Linked DNA regions of Mus musculus: region 2 is linked to region 1. Evidence: chromatin contacts called from public Hi-C data. All regions are on one chromosome and are shown on one strand. Each heading gives the region's core, a stretch centred on a gene start, on an enhancer-like site or on the middle of the called end of the contact. The rest is flanking DNA. Distances are from core to core; before and after follow the strand shown. Region 1 overlaps Ttc7b (tetratricopeptide repeat domain 7B). Region 2 overlaps Rps6ka5 (ribosomal protein S6 kinase, polypeptide 5).

Region 1 (6,125 bases), core at 1,003-3,502:
AGAAAATATCCTAGGTTTAGTTAGAATCAAAACTTTTTTACATTAAAGGGCATAATTAAGAAAGTAAAGAGAAAACATAGAATAGAGAAATGCCCGTGAACTATATATCTGAGAAGAGTTTATTATGTATTTAAATAAAAACTATAACAATTAAAAAATGGGCACAGGGCTTGAATAATCATCTTTCCAAAGAAGACATACCAATTACCAAAGGATGTAGAAAGATGCTCTGTGCATTAGGAAAATGCAAGTCAAACCCACAGTGAAATACCACTCAGTACCTACCATGGAGGCTGTAATCAGAGCAATAGCTGCTGTGGAGCAAAGGAGAACTGGAGAGAGTGTGAAATGGGAAGGTCACTGTGAGAAACAATTAGCAGTTCCTCAAAAAGTTCATCAAGAATTTCCATATGACTTAACAGCTCTAGAGAACCAAGAAGAGAAACTCAGGAATGCTGGAGTTCTGCTCTCACACAGAGACACCATTACAGCAAGGCTGACTTACAAAGACTAGCTAAGTGAACAAGCCAGGCCTAAAGGGGTACGGATTACATCATCTGTTGGTTAGGCTGTGGTCAGTGCTCATGGCAGACTCACCATAGCCAAAGGGTGAGGACAGCTCACTTATCCATCCATAAATGAGTGGATAAACACAATGTGACAGGTATGTACAGGGGAACAAAAAGGAGATGTAGTCCTGATAACATGCTATCAGACATACGATCATAACAAGGTTGAATCTTGAAAACATTAGCTCAGTCAGGCACGTGCCACATGACTTGTTTTATACTGGTCCCTGAATTAGGCAAATTCACATGAAGAAAGATTGGAGTTGCCAGGGCAGAGTGTATGTGTGTGTGTGTGTGTGTGTGTGTGTGTGTGTGTGTGTGTGTGTGTATGTGTGTGTATGTGTGTGTGTAGGAGTGGGGATAGGAATTATTACTAACTACGTACAGTTTTATTTGAGGTAGTGGAAAGTTTGGAATAATGATGACAGTTGTACAACAGTGTGAAGGTCATTAAATATTTATAAACTGTATTTTTCAAAGATCAAGGCAGCATACTAATTTGTTAAAGAAAAAAATGTAAATAAGACATGAGGCAGTGAGCACCTGGAAAAGTGTTTCCCTGAGCTGTCCCACATGAGGGTTTCGACTGCTTCTGCTCCTCCCAGGAGTGTAAGTATTCTCTCTGAAGAGAGGAAAGGAGTGCTCCACAAAGAAGGCTTCTGTGATGTGGAGACAGAGAACCCAGCGGCTGCACCAGGGGCCGAGATTCTTTGGGGTAGGCCGACATGCAAAAATAGCATTAATGATTCTACCAGGCTGGTTTAAAATGCTGGACCAGAACTGAGATCTACCTAGCAGCTCTGCCCCAAGCAAGATCCATCTCTCCGAAAGCTTCTTAATATATAATTAATGATGCTCACAACCCTGGCAACGGTCTGGGGAAGACACACTCATTGTTCTCCCAGGGTGAAGGCCGGGACGCATGCACGCACGGCTCAGCAGCCTCGGTTCCGGCACCCTCACATGTCACTGCCTCACTGGGGCACCGAGGGCGAGGTAAGATGCTCAGGAAAGGGAACCATCTCTGATGATGACCCCTAAGCAGGGTCAGAGGTGAGCAGCATTCTCACAGTGCCTCCTTATAACGGAAGTGCTTAGTTTGGGAGGTACAAATGTCCCTTGGGTACAATCATTAGCCACACTACCCACAGCTCTACAGATTTACCATAAACAAATGAATATGAGTCCAATGGAAAGATAAAAATACCCCTTCTGTTGTTAAAGCTGCCATGTTTATGTAGGGGGAGCACACACCATCTCTAAAAGGACCCTATAATATTCTTTCCAAATGGAATTGCTAATAGTCAGACTCGAGAAACAAGCCTCCTTAGCAGCTTGGGTTCATTCTGAAAAACAGAGGAAGCAGGGCTCCTGGCCTTACTTTTAATAGAGGGGTTGTCATGCCAACGAGGGCTGCTGTTTAAATTGAAGGGGAAGAAAGAAGTGTTCCTTCCTACACAAACTTTTCAGCAGGGCTCACAATTAGTTCTTAAAAAACCACGAAAACTCATAGCATCGGAGTGATGGGAAACACTATGCTCATATCATTTGTCAGAGAAAGGCCATGCATGGGAAATCTCAGGTTTCTTTCTGCTGCTTCATTCTTCATGCCCACGAGTAGGGTAAACAGGGCCCTGGAGAAAAGAAATGTTGATGTGGGCACATGCCAAGGCAAGCTAACGCTGAGCTCAGAGAGTGGCCCTCCATCTTGAATAAACACTGGGAAAGAATGGGGCACAGAGAGAACAATGTCCCCTGCCCTGCTATTGAATTTTCAAAGGCTGGGTCTCTACCATGCCTTCATAACACACCTGCTACCTACGGGGGCCAGTGACAGGAGAGAGGACGTGCTGGCACACACAGCAGGGCCACTTCCTTTCCTTTTCCTGGTGCCTGTGGGCTGAGATTTGCCAATGAGAGGAGCCAAAGAACAGGAAACCTGCTCTGTGGACAGGAGGCTGGTTGGAGACAAGAGGGGGGAAGGCTCAAGGACAGAACTTCTTTCTATCCAAAATCCCAGTGCGACAGTGCTCTCTGGGCACAGAAGGCCCCGCCCACACCTAGGAAGATGACACTGTGCTTCTGAAGCACGCATGGCCAGGTCAGAGATCAGTCAGGATGCAGCTGGATCCATGAGAGGGCCAACAGAAAACCCTGCATAGCTCTTTCCTTCTCTACACCCTCCTGCCTTGTCATGAAGTGTGTGAGTGAGTACTGAACATACCTGATGTACCCAACAGTCAACCTGGTAAATGAGAAGGCTACTAACTAACAAGCAGGCAGTGGGACGAGGCGCCCTTGGCCTCTTTGCCTTCTCCTTTCAGAGCAGGATGGGGCAAGATTTCATACAGCTGCTCAGAATGGCAAGCAGCCGAACCTCTGGATTGTTTATTTTAAAATTTTTCCATTTAATAGTTTAGACTAAGGTTGACCACAGAAAACTGAAACTGCAGGGCACAACTGCCAGTAAGGAGGAGGCTACTGTATTCAATTCCCATCAGGCCTTGATGGTCCCACCCAGATGCCAGTGTCCCGTTACCTCTAACCAGCACAGCAAAGCCCTCACCTACAACAGGCCTGTTCTAGTCAGGAACACATAGCTTTGCTCTGCTGTCTTCTCCAATTTCATCATCTTTATGTTTCTATGTGAGCTTTATAGGTAGGCAAGCCGTTTCTCTTGCATCTCATGCATACACGTTGTCACTGACCTGCCCTGGCAGTTCCTGCATGCAGTGTGAGAATCAGCAACACCTAAGCATTCAGCTGCCGTTTACTGAGCTCTGCACACTGGCCTTCATTCATGGGACTCACAGCTGTCCAAGGAAATGGCTCACTGGGTAGCGGCACTTGCTTTGCAAGGAGGATCAAGGTTTGAATGCCCAGAACACATGTAAAAAGCCAGGCATGGCTGTGTGTACCTGTAACCTTAACATTGTATGGTGGAGAAAGGAGAAACCCAAGATCTTAATGTCCAGCCAGTCTAGCTGAAACCGTGATATTTGTGTTCACTGAGGGACCCTTCTTAAGGCAATAACGAGCACAGCAGAAGACACCTGATGTCCTGTTTTGGCATCTGCATGAGGGTGTACCTGTATACTCATATGCAAGCACTGCACACATAGCTACACCACACACACACACACACACACACACACACTCACACCTCTGTCTGAGACATACATAAGCATTTATCTCATTTTACAGAAAAGAAATAGTGTCGTAGGTTAATGATTGCTGAGAATGACAGAACTGTGAAGTGACAGGTCCAGAGCTCAACCCAAAGTCCTCTCTCTGACTGCTGAGAATGTGCACAGGGCATGCTGAACTGGTGGCCTGAGTTTCAGGGTGAAAGATAGGATGGGCAAAATGGCAATGTGGAAGAGGATAGGAACTTATGCACCATCAAATATGGATGATACGATCCCAGTGCATACACACACACAGATGCAGCCAGGCAGCCAGGTAGGCACACGCACACACACACACACACACACACACACACACACACACACACACACCATCTCATTGTCATGGGCCATTCTTCGTACAGATAGACTAAAGATAGTCTTTAAGACACCAGAGGATAGCTGGCTCAGAGTTTCTGGACTCTGGGTGACTATTATTTTCTTTATTTATATGTACTGTTTGATTCGTCAAGGAGCACGCAGAGCTGTTGCTTCTGACAAAAAGAGAAACAGTGAAGTGAAGTTCATGTAGGAAGACAGGAAAACAACAGAGGGCGAGGGGGCGCCCAGGGTTTCTAAACAGGGGAGTGGAAATGGTTTAGTGAAATTAGGGGCAGATCTGTCCCACGTAGCAGCACTATTCACATTAGTCAACAGAAGGCAGAACCTACCAAGGACTTAGCGCCAAAGCCTCCAAACGTCATGGACTACGACTCATCCATAGGACAGAGTGAAATGTTGAAACAACGTATGTGTGCAACCTTTAAAACAGCGGTGAGCCACCAATGTAGGTGCTGGGAAGGGAATTCTGGTCCTCTGCAAGGACAGCAGGCATGCTGAGCCGTCTCTCCAGACCTGGCTTTCCTTTTCGGGTGAAAATGTTTAGGAATCAAAGGTGATAGCTGCTGCTGTGACTTTGGTGTCCATAAGGGTCCAGCGCAGTGAAAGGCTTAGTGTCTAGGCTGGCACCTTGGGTAGAGGTGGTTACTGTGAGGCTGCGGGCCTCAAGGTATTGGGGCCATGATGTAGTTCTCACCTATCTTGTGAGTTATCAGAAGGGGTTTGCAATAAAAGAAGCAATCGGGGCCTCTCCCATTCTTTCTGCTCCTGGTTTGACATGCAACCTCTTACTTATTCTCAAAGGCTCTCACAGATGTTGGCTAGTGGGTGACAAAGCCACACAGCGGGTCTCTCCACATAGGCCATATCATACGGACTGTGAACCTTCAGACTGTGGGACCAATAGCCCTTTGCTTCACTGGGTAGCCTAGGCTAGAATCCTCATTATGGTGCTATAGAGCTGACTATACAGCCATACAGTGTTAAAGATGTACCAAATAATACTGAATTATATACTTCATACTACTAATTTTGATATGTAAACTTTACCTCAACTCAAAAATGTTCTGTTCTTGTTTTAAGTAAAAATCTTGAAAATATAGAATGGTAAATGAGAATAGCCAAACAAGCCAGATAGATTCAAGAAAACCCTCAATAAAGGAAGAAACATGTAAGCAGGCCACTTCGAGGTGTTATCTAAGGTGGAGGGAAGGCTCTTGCTCGGCAGAGGGTGTTCTGGCTCCATCCTCAGAGTGCTGGGCTGGGTCCCCTGAAGTACCAGGGGGCCTGCATCATTCTGCTATGGCATCATACTGTGTCCATTGGAAGATTGGACACAGTACATCTGTCACATTTGTGAAGGAAGTCCCAGCTACCTGGAAGAGGTAGGAAAGGCTGAGGCCATGTGTCCAAAGCCTTTCTCACAGGATGTGGGCTATGGTGGATCTTCCCAGGTCAGCCATGTGTACACATTGTTGGCTGATTATCTCTAGACTGGAGCTTGCACTGTGAAGAGGACATACCTCTCTCATAGCTATATTCCCAAAACACACAGCCCTTGGTACCAAACAGGTGACAATACACATATATACTGAAAAAAATGTATAATTCTATTAATTGATGTATATATCTAAGGCAAAACATGGAGATGAGACCAAGTCTAGAAGTCTCCAAGGGATGTATAGGCCCAGTAAAGTAAGGGCCCACAGAGGGGACTGGATGGCTGATTAACAACAGCCAGGCCCATGCCTAGGCTGGATCTAGGTGCCAGCAGGGCAGGCTACGTATGTGTGGGCACCTGGACACACGTCATTATTTCACTGCATTGTGGGGGATTTGGCTTTTCAGACGGCTGCATAGCCATTGCCCTGTATAGTCACCAAACCAAAGACTAAAAACAGAACTAAGCCACGCAGGCTCATCTGTTCCTCGGGGTTCCTGCCTAATGTGGTGAGGCGGCCCAGGCTGGAGGGTGAGTCGAGCTCTGATCTGATTTCAGCCAATCTGTTACTGTATTTCACTCCCTGTCCGC
Region 2 (6,125 bases), core at 2,204-4,703, 170 kb after region 1:
GGCAATCTCTTTTGGGTTGGGCCACACTCACAGCTATCCTGGGGTTTGACATACTTAAACTAAACTTTTCACTTAAAGGAGAAAATAAAAGGCCTTTCTGTCCCACTCCACAGATACTTGCTCAGCTGTGACCATTGCCAGCCTACTCACAACAGACAGGAAATGGAAAAAGCCTTAATGTCCTTCAGCTGATGAGTGGATAATGAAAATGTGGTGTATATATCTCTATCTCTATTTACACACACACACACACACACACACACACACACACACACACACACACACACACACACACTTACTTCTATTTAACTGTAAAGAAAAATAAAATCATAAAAATGTCAGGTAAATGGAAAACATATTGAGGTACTTATATATCCAGAAAGACAAATCACATAATCTCTCTCATCTGAGGTCTCTAACTCCAGATTTTCAGATGTGAGTACCTGCAAAAAGTAGGAAGTAAGATGGGACCATTGAGCGGGGTGGGGAGCAGCTCCAGAGAGGAGGACAGTCGGACACAGGTGTTATGAAGGCAGGAAGAAATAAGAAAAGCAGGTAGAAGAGTTATTAATCTGAGGAGGGTTAAAAAGGGTAGTACAGAGGGTGAGGGAGAGAAAGGGAACAATGACTTTTAGGAAATCTATAGGAAAACATTATTTTATGTTTATTAAAAATACATATACAGAGGCTGGAGAGATGGCTCAGCCTTAGCTGCTCTTCCAGGGACCCAGGTTCAATTCCCAGCACCTATATGACAGTTTACAACTGTCTATAACTCCAGTTCCAGGAGATTTGACACACATAGATAAATATGTAGGCAAAACACCAATCAGTGCATACACACACACACACCCCTGAGATTTTCCAGATTAGTGGATTACATGTACTAGGGAGGCAGAAGCAGATGAACTGCTGAGCTTGAAGCCAGCCTGGTACACAGAGTGAGTTTCAGGACAGCCAGGGCTACACACAAAGACTCTTTTAAAAAACAACAATCAAACTATATACAAGTGTGTGTGTGTGTGTGTGTGTGTGTGAGGGTGTGTGCATAAAATTTAAATGAAATTATACTACTTTTGGTAATAATGATCTCCCCTAAGAGCCATAGACTCAGAGAAACTCAGTGCCAAGCATGGGAAACCTTCCTTACCATTGTTGGTCATCGGAGTTCAATAGACTCCCAAAACATAGGCTACTGCCATTGACCTTAGTGCCAAAGACTACTGCTGAAGAAGATACTACACTTCAGACACAAGAGTTGGGGGAATTGGACTGAAGCTGATCTGGAAATCTCCTCCTAAGGAAATGTTCCCATGGTATTCAAAGCTGCCATTCAAACTGCCAAGGGAGAAAAGCAATCAGCAGTCCTACCCATGTGTAATGTCTGTGAGCCACAGCAATGACCAGCATTGCTACATATACCCAAAGTTAACTGCTATGACTGGTCAAGGGCCCTAGAGGACAATCTGCTAATGACACATTCCTAAACCTATGTATTCTTAATTGTATTGTCATTCCTATATCCTTAGGTAAGTGTAGCTCTCACGTCTCATTAAAGAAGTCTCTCTCTCTCTCCCTTCTTCCCTCTCACCTCCCCCCCCCCTCTCTCACTCACACACACACACACACACACACACACACACACACACACAATTTCTGTTGAGACAGTGTCTCACTAAGGCTGACTTGAAACTTATGTAGACCAGGCTGGTCTCAAACTCAGAGTTTTTGCCTCCTGAATGGTGGAATTCAACGTGTATGCCACCATGCTCAGGTAAGAAGTTTCATTTTACAGCAGTCAAGAGACCATCACCAAAATCTACAACTGGTTAGAATAGAGAGAGCATCACACCATGGGGTGCTCATCTTCAATGGAGAGTTCTACAGCACGACTCCTACATTTCAGGCTCAGGAAACATCCCACAAAAGGAGTTGGGGGATGGTTAAGAGTCAGAGGACAGAACATTTGCTGTGAGAATGTTTTCTGTGTGTGACAGGGAGCTGTACCCATGCAATTGTAACAATTTAGTGGCCTACGTAAGAGCAGCAAATGACAGCATCAGTTGCTATTCCAATATAGATGAGAGAACTCTTACAAAGCCCTACCAGCCTTAGATGAACAGCTACAGGCAATTAATAGCTGCCCAGAAAGGGAAACTCGGTTTTCTCCAAGGATAAACCCTGACAGATTACCTAATCTCAAGCAGCCAGCAGGAGTGAGGGGGCAGGGTAGGTGGAGTGGGGAGAAGGTAAGTGCAAATGATGTAAAGACAGTACTCAGTTATGAAATTATAAAACAGAAAAACTTAATGTAAAAAAAGAAGGGGGTGGAAAAAACAAAGAAAGGAAAAATTGAAATAGTTTTCTATCATACAATGCTCAGACCTTGATTTTTGACGACTGAGGTCACCAATCATGGGTGTTTTCTTGGGACATATCGGTCCTTCAGCAATTATACTAGAGGTTCTCTGTGCAGTGCCAGGCGGTGTGCTACACATCTTACCAGAAGCACGTTTGGCTCCATCTCCACAGGGCCTGTCAAGGCTCTGGCAAGAACGGGTTTGTTCCACTAAGACTAATGAAGGAATTCTTTGGTCATCTTGGAGGAAGTGAGGGCATTCCCTTTACACTGGCGACTCTAACCCTCCTCTCATAGAACACGTAAAACCAGAGCTTACTGCTTACTTCCTCCTGCCCCAGGGTAGCAAGGGAAGTATCAGGACAGTTCCACATGGGTGTGTGCATGGCCAGGAAGGGACAAAAGTAACAGTTGAGCCACTTCTATCCTCATCTCGGTTTCTGCCTGAAAATACTATCATATACAGAACTTTCTTAATCCTTTAAGAGGATCAATATGAAGACTACCAAGCAGCCCTCTAAGAATGCCAGTCAGCTTCTAAATCTGTCTGGTTCTCACCTAGAGCTTAGAGTTCTGTCTATGTAGAAAAAGAACGCCATCTAACTATCTAAACAGTCACAACTAAAATGCTGCCTAGGAAAGGGATTCAACTTTTAGTTTGGAAATAATATACTCTGCCATTTAAAAGTCAAAGTGAGAGCTATAGTTAGGAAAGTGCTAGTTCAAAGGTACGTTTTTACTTTCCTAAAACCCAGTTTAAGAATAAAATGATGGTAGAACATATAGTGTAATCTGACATTTCTGCTTCACTTCAAGCTACAAAAGCATCTATTTGATCAGGAAAGGAAGAAGACAAATTTAAATTCTGCTGCCGAGGACATGTGCCTCATTCGAGACACCATGAGATGACAGATGGCCAGTTATCAAAGAATAAAACATGTGAAAATGAGTTCTATACAGTCATGGAACAGATCTTTTCCATTAAAAAACTACATGCCTGTTCCTTGTCTATCAAGCAAACGTTTAAGTAGTGTGCTCTCACATTTAAACTAGACAGCTCATCTCGGAGCCCAGAGCACCATGTTTTCAGTGGGTGTTACGTAGGAGAGTGAGAATTGGGATGAAGGAAGCCGAGGGGAGCTAGCAGAGCTGTGAGTTCCTACGACACAAGCCACTTCTGATTAATTACTAGCAATGGGAAGAACAGTAATAAAGTACTCAAAAATTTAAAACCTTTAAAGGAATAAATCAATTGTCTTCTGTACCCCTGAGGATCACAACTGTGGGTTCAAACTACTACCCACTAAAAACTTCAAACAAACAGACAAAAAAACAAAACAAAACAAAACAATCTACCCACAAAAAAAAGCAACAAAAACCCCTTCAAAACTGTACAGAATATGAAAAGATTTTTTGTGATTATTCCCTAAAATATACATATTTATCATTTACATCAAAATAGATATCATAAATAACTTAGAGAGAGGATTTAAAGTATACGAAAGGATCACGTAGGTTATATGAAAATAAAATAATATTCAATTTCATGTAAGAGGTTTGATATCCATAGGGAGCTTCGGTACCAATCCTCCACAGATACAGAGAACTGTATTTGAATACATATACTGTAGCTGTCCTCAGACACACCAGAAGAGGGCATCAGGTCTCATTACATGTGGTTGTGAGTCACCATGTGGTTGCTGGGATTTGAACTCAGGAATCTTCAGAAGAGCAGTTAGTGCTCTTACCTTCTGAGCCAATTCACCAGCCCTATGTTTCCACTTTTAAAATATCAATTTTGTTTGAGAAAGGTTTTCTCAGTGTGGTCCTGGCTGTCCTGAACTCACTCTGTCGACCAGGCTGGCCTTGAACTTAGAGATCTCACTTCCTCTGCCTCCCAAGGGCTGGGATAAAAGTATGTACCTCTACTGCCCATCTTTTTAAAACATTTTTAAATAATTTAAGCACAAGATTAAAAAAATTGCTTTTACAGAAATATTCTTTTTTGATTTAATAAAAAAGGAACATCAAGCCCATTAATATTTTAAATAGACTTGAAAATATATTATGATCACATAGAAACTAAAAATAATATCCTATTTTAGAGCAGAAATATATATAATTTCTCATTTGGTAAAGGATAATTTTTAAAAAAAAAGTCATTGGCTTTTGTTTTCCAAGCTCATTATTACTTATTTTTAAAAAGAGAGGAATTTTCATATTTTTGATACTAAAAATGGATCATTCTGAGTTAAAACCTTCTTAATTAGCCTTCTTAAGGAAATATAAAAAGTTGTTGCTCTGCACTGCTCTCCAGGTCTATAAATACCACAGTCGTGAGCATACTGAAGCACATATAGATAGGACAGCTTATTAAACCAAGGCAGGGCCTCGTGTGTAACTATGTAGAACAGAATCCCATACATTACTGTTTAGGAGCTATCAATTTGATTTAAAAATGTGAAAATTAAGGTTTCAAAATACACTATCAAACGAACAAACTCCCCAAGATGGAATACATATAGCAGTGCTTATTATTTTTTGCTACAAAATTTTCCATCGCTATTTTTAGTATACAACTGTTGCATGAAGCATTTTTCCCATAAAAGGCTCTCACACTTACAAATATAACCTCAAGATGATCAGCTGGCAAGAGGGGAAAAAAAGAACAAATTTATTTTAGACTGACACAGAAAAGAGAAGAGAAAGAAAAAAATCCTAGGAAACATCTTCCAGGATTTACTTAGTGGCCCAAGAGAAATAGCAAGCGTCCTAAAGGCTGACAGCTACTCTAAGGCTAGCGAACAAGGAGAGCAGGCTGAGCTGTCCAAGGTCACAGAGGCCCACCTCAGGCTTCAGATCTCTGTGCACCACTCCTACATCGTGCATGTGGCTCACAGCTGACACAAGCTTCCGCATGATGTAGCTGGCCTCAGTCTCGCTGAAGTGCTTCTTTCTCTTGATGCGCTCGAACAGCTCTCCGCCATTCAGAAGTTCCATCACAAGAAACGTATGAAGCTAGAAAGATGGAAAGAAAGAGCAACGTGGGGCCTTACTGAAAAGATACGGGTTACTCTATAGGTTATTTATTATTCAGCAACTTTAAATAATCCCTTGCTTAAACAACCTATAACAATCCTTGCATTTAAAGAGTTGAAGAATAATGTAGCTTTTTAGAATTCTATTTTAGCAATGAAAAATTTCAAATATTTCAGCAAAATCTTTACAGTCTTTTCCTTTACTTCATTTTATTTCTATTGAACTCTATTTTAATTTTGAATTTTTATATTTTCACTTTAAAAACTGAGAGCCGAGGTGACAAAATCTATGGTAAATAATGCAGGGGGTTGCTAAGTAGTGTTATATGCAACTGCTGCCACTCAGCTAATGGGTAGTTTCCCTTGAAAGAAAGATAGTGTTTGATAACTTCAGGGCTCAATGATTAATTACAGGATTTCTGAGAATATTTACTGCAAATACCCGCATCTCACTGTATATGTTTCTGTGGAAGAGACCTTCCTCCTGGCTGTTTGCAGAACAGAGTGTCCTTCTGGCTGCCTTTGGATCAAGATGTATCTTGGCTCCTCTAGCATCAAGTACTTCCCACCATGATGATAAAGGACTGAACCTCTGAAACTGTAAGCCAGTCACAACTAAATGTTTGCCTTTTTAAGACTTGCCTTGGTCACAGTGTCTCTTCACAGCAATAAAACCCAACTGAGACACCTTTATAAACTCTAGGACCCTCAGCAATAAAATGAAGGGG

The links. A called contact is a pair of places that touch in the nucleus more often than the background predicts.
Region 2: a contact with region 1 is called in a Hi-C map of cortical neurons, with 4 times the contacts expected there. The contact joins two enhancer-like sites. A contact is called at or near these places in 3 of 484 Hi-C or Micro-C datasets (cerebral cortex and cortical neurons), 1 of 115 datasets of contacts at active chromatin or transcription factors (neural progenitor cells) and 2 of 9 other capture datasets (adipose tissue and liver).

The regions. Positions count from the first base shown.
Region 1 is chr12:100,396,464-100,402,588 of GRCm38.p6, forward strand. All of the region lies in intron 9 of Ttc7b (tetratricopeptide repeat domain 7B), which reads right to left. Among named protein-coding and RNA genes, the nearest start is that of Gm51958, 50 kb to the left of the region's middle. Within about 2 kb of position 2,253, at least 42 of the 459 cell types and tissues checked have an H3K27ac peak or open chromatin away from gene starts, as enhancers often do. A contact at or near this core is called in cortical neurons, where this site is marked.
Region 2 is chr12:100,565,623-100,571,747 of GRCm38.p6, forward strand. Rps6ka5 (ribosomal protein S6 kinase, polypeptide 5) reads right to left here. Exons shown (of 17, transcript NM_001330702.1): 13 at 5,207-5,377. Among named protein-coding and RNA genes, the nearest start is that of Ttc7b, 48 kb to the left of the region's middle. Within about 2 kb of position 3,454, at least 22 of the 459 cell types and tissues checked have an H3K27ac peak or open chromatin away from gene starts, as enhancers often do. A contact at or near this core is called in cortical neurons, where this site is marked.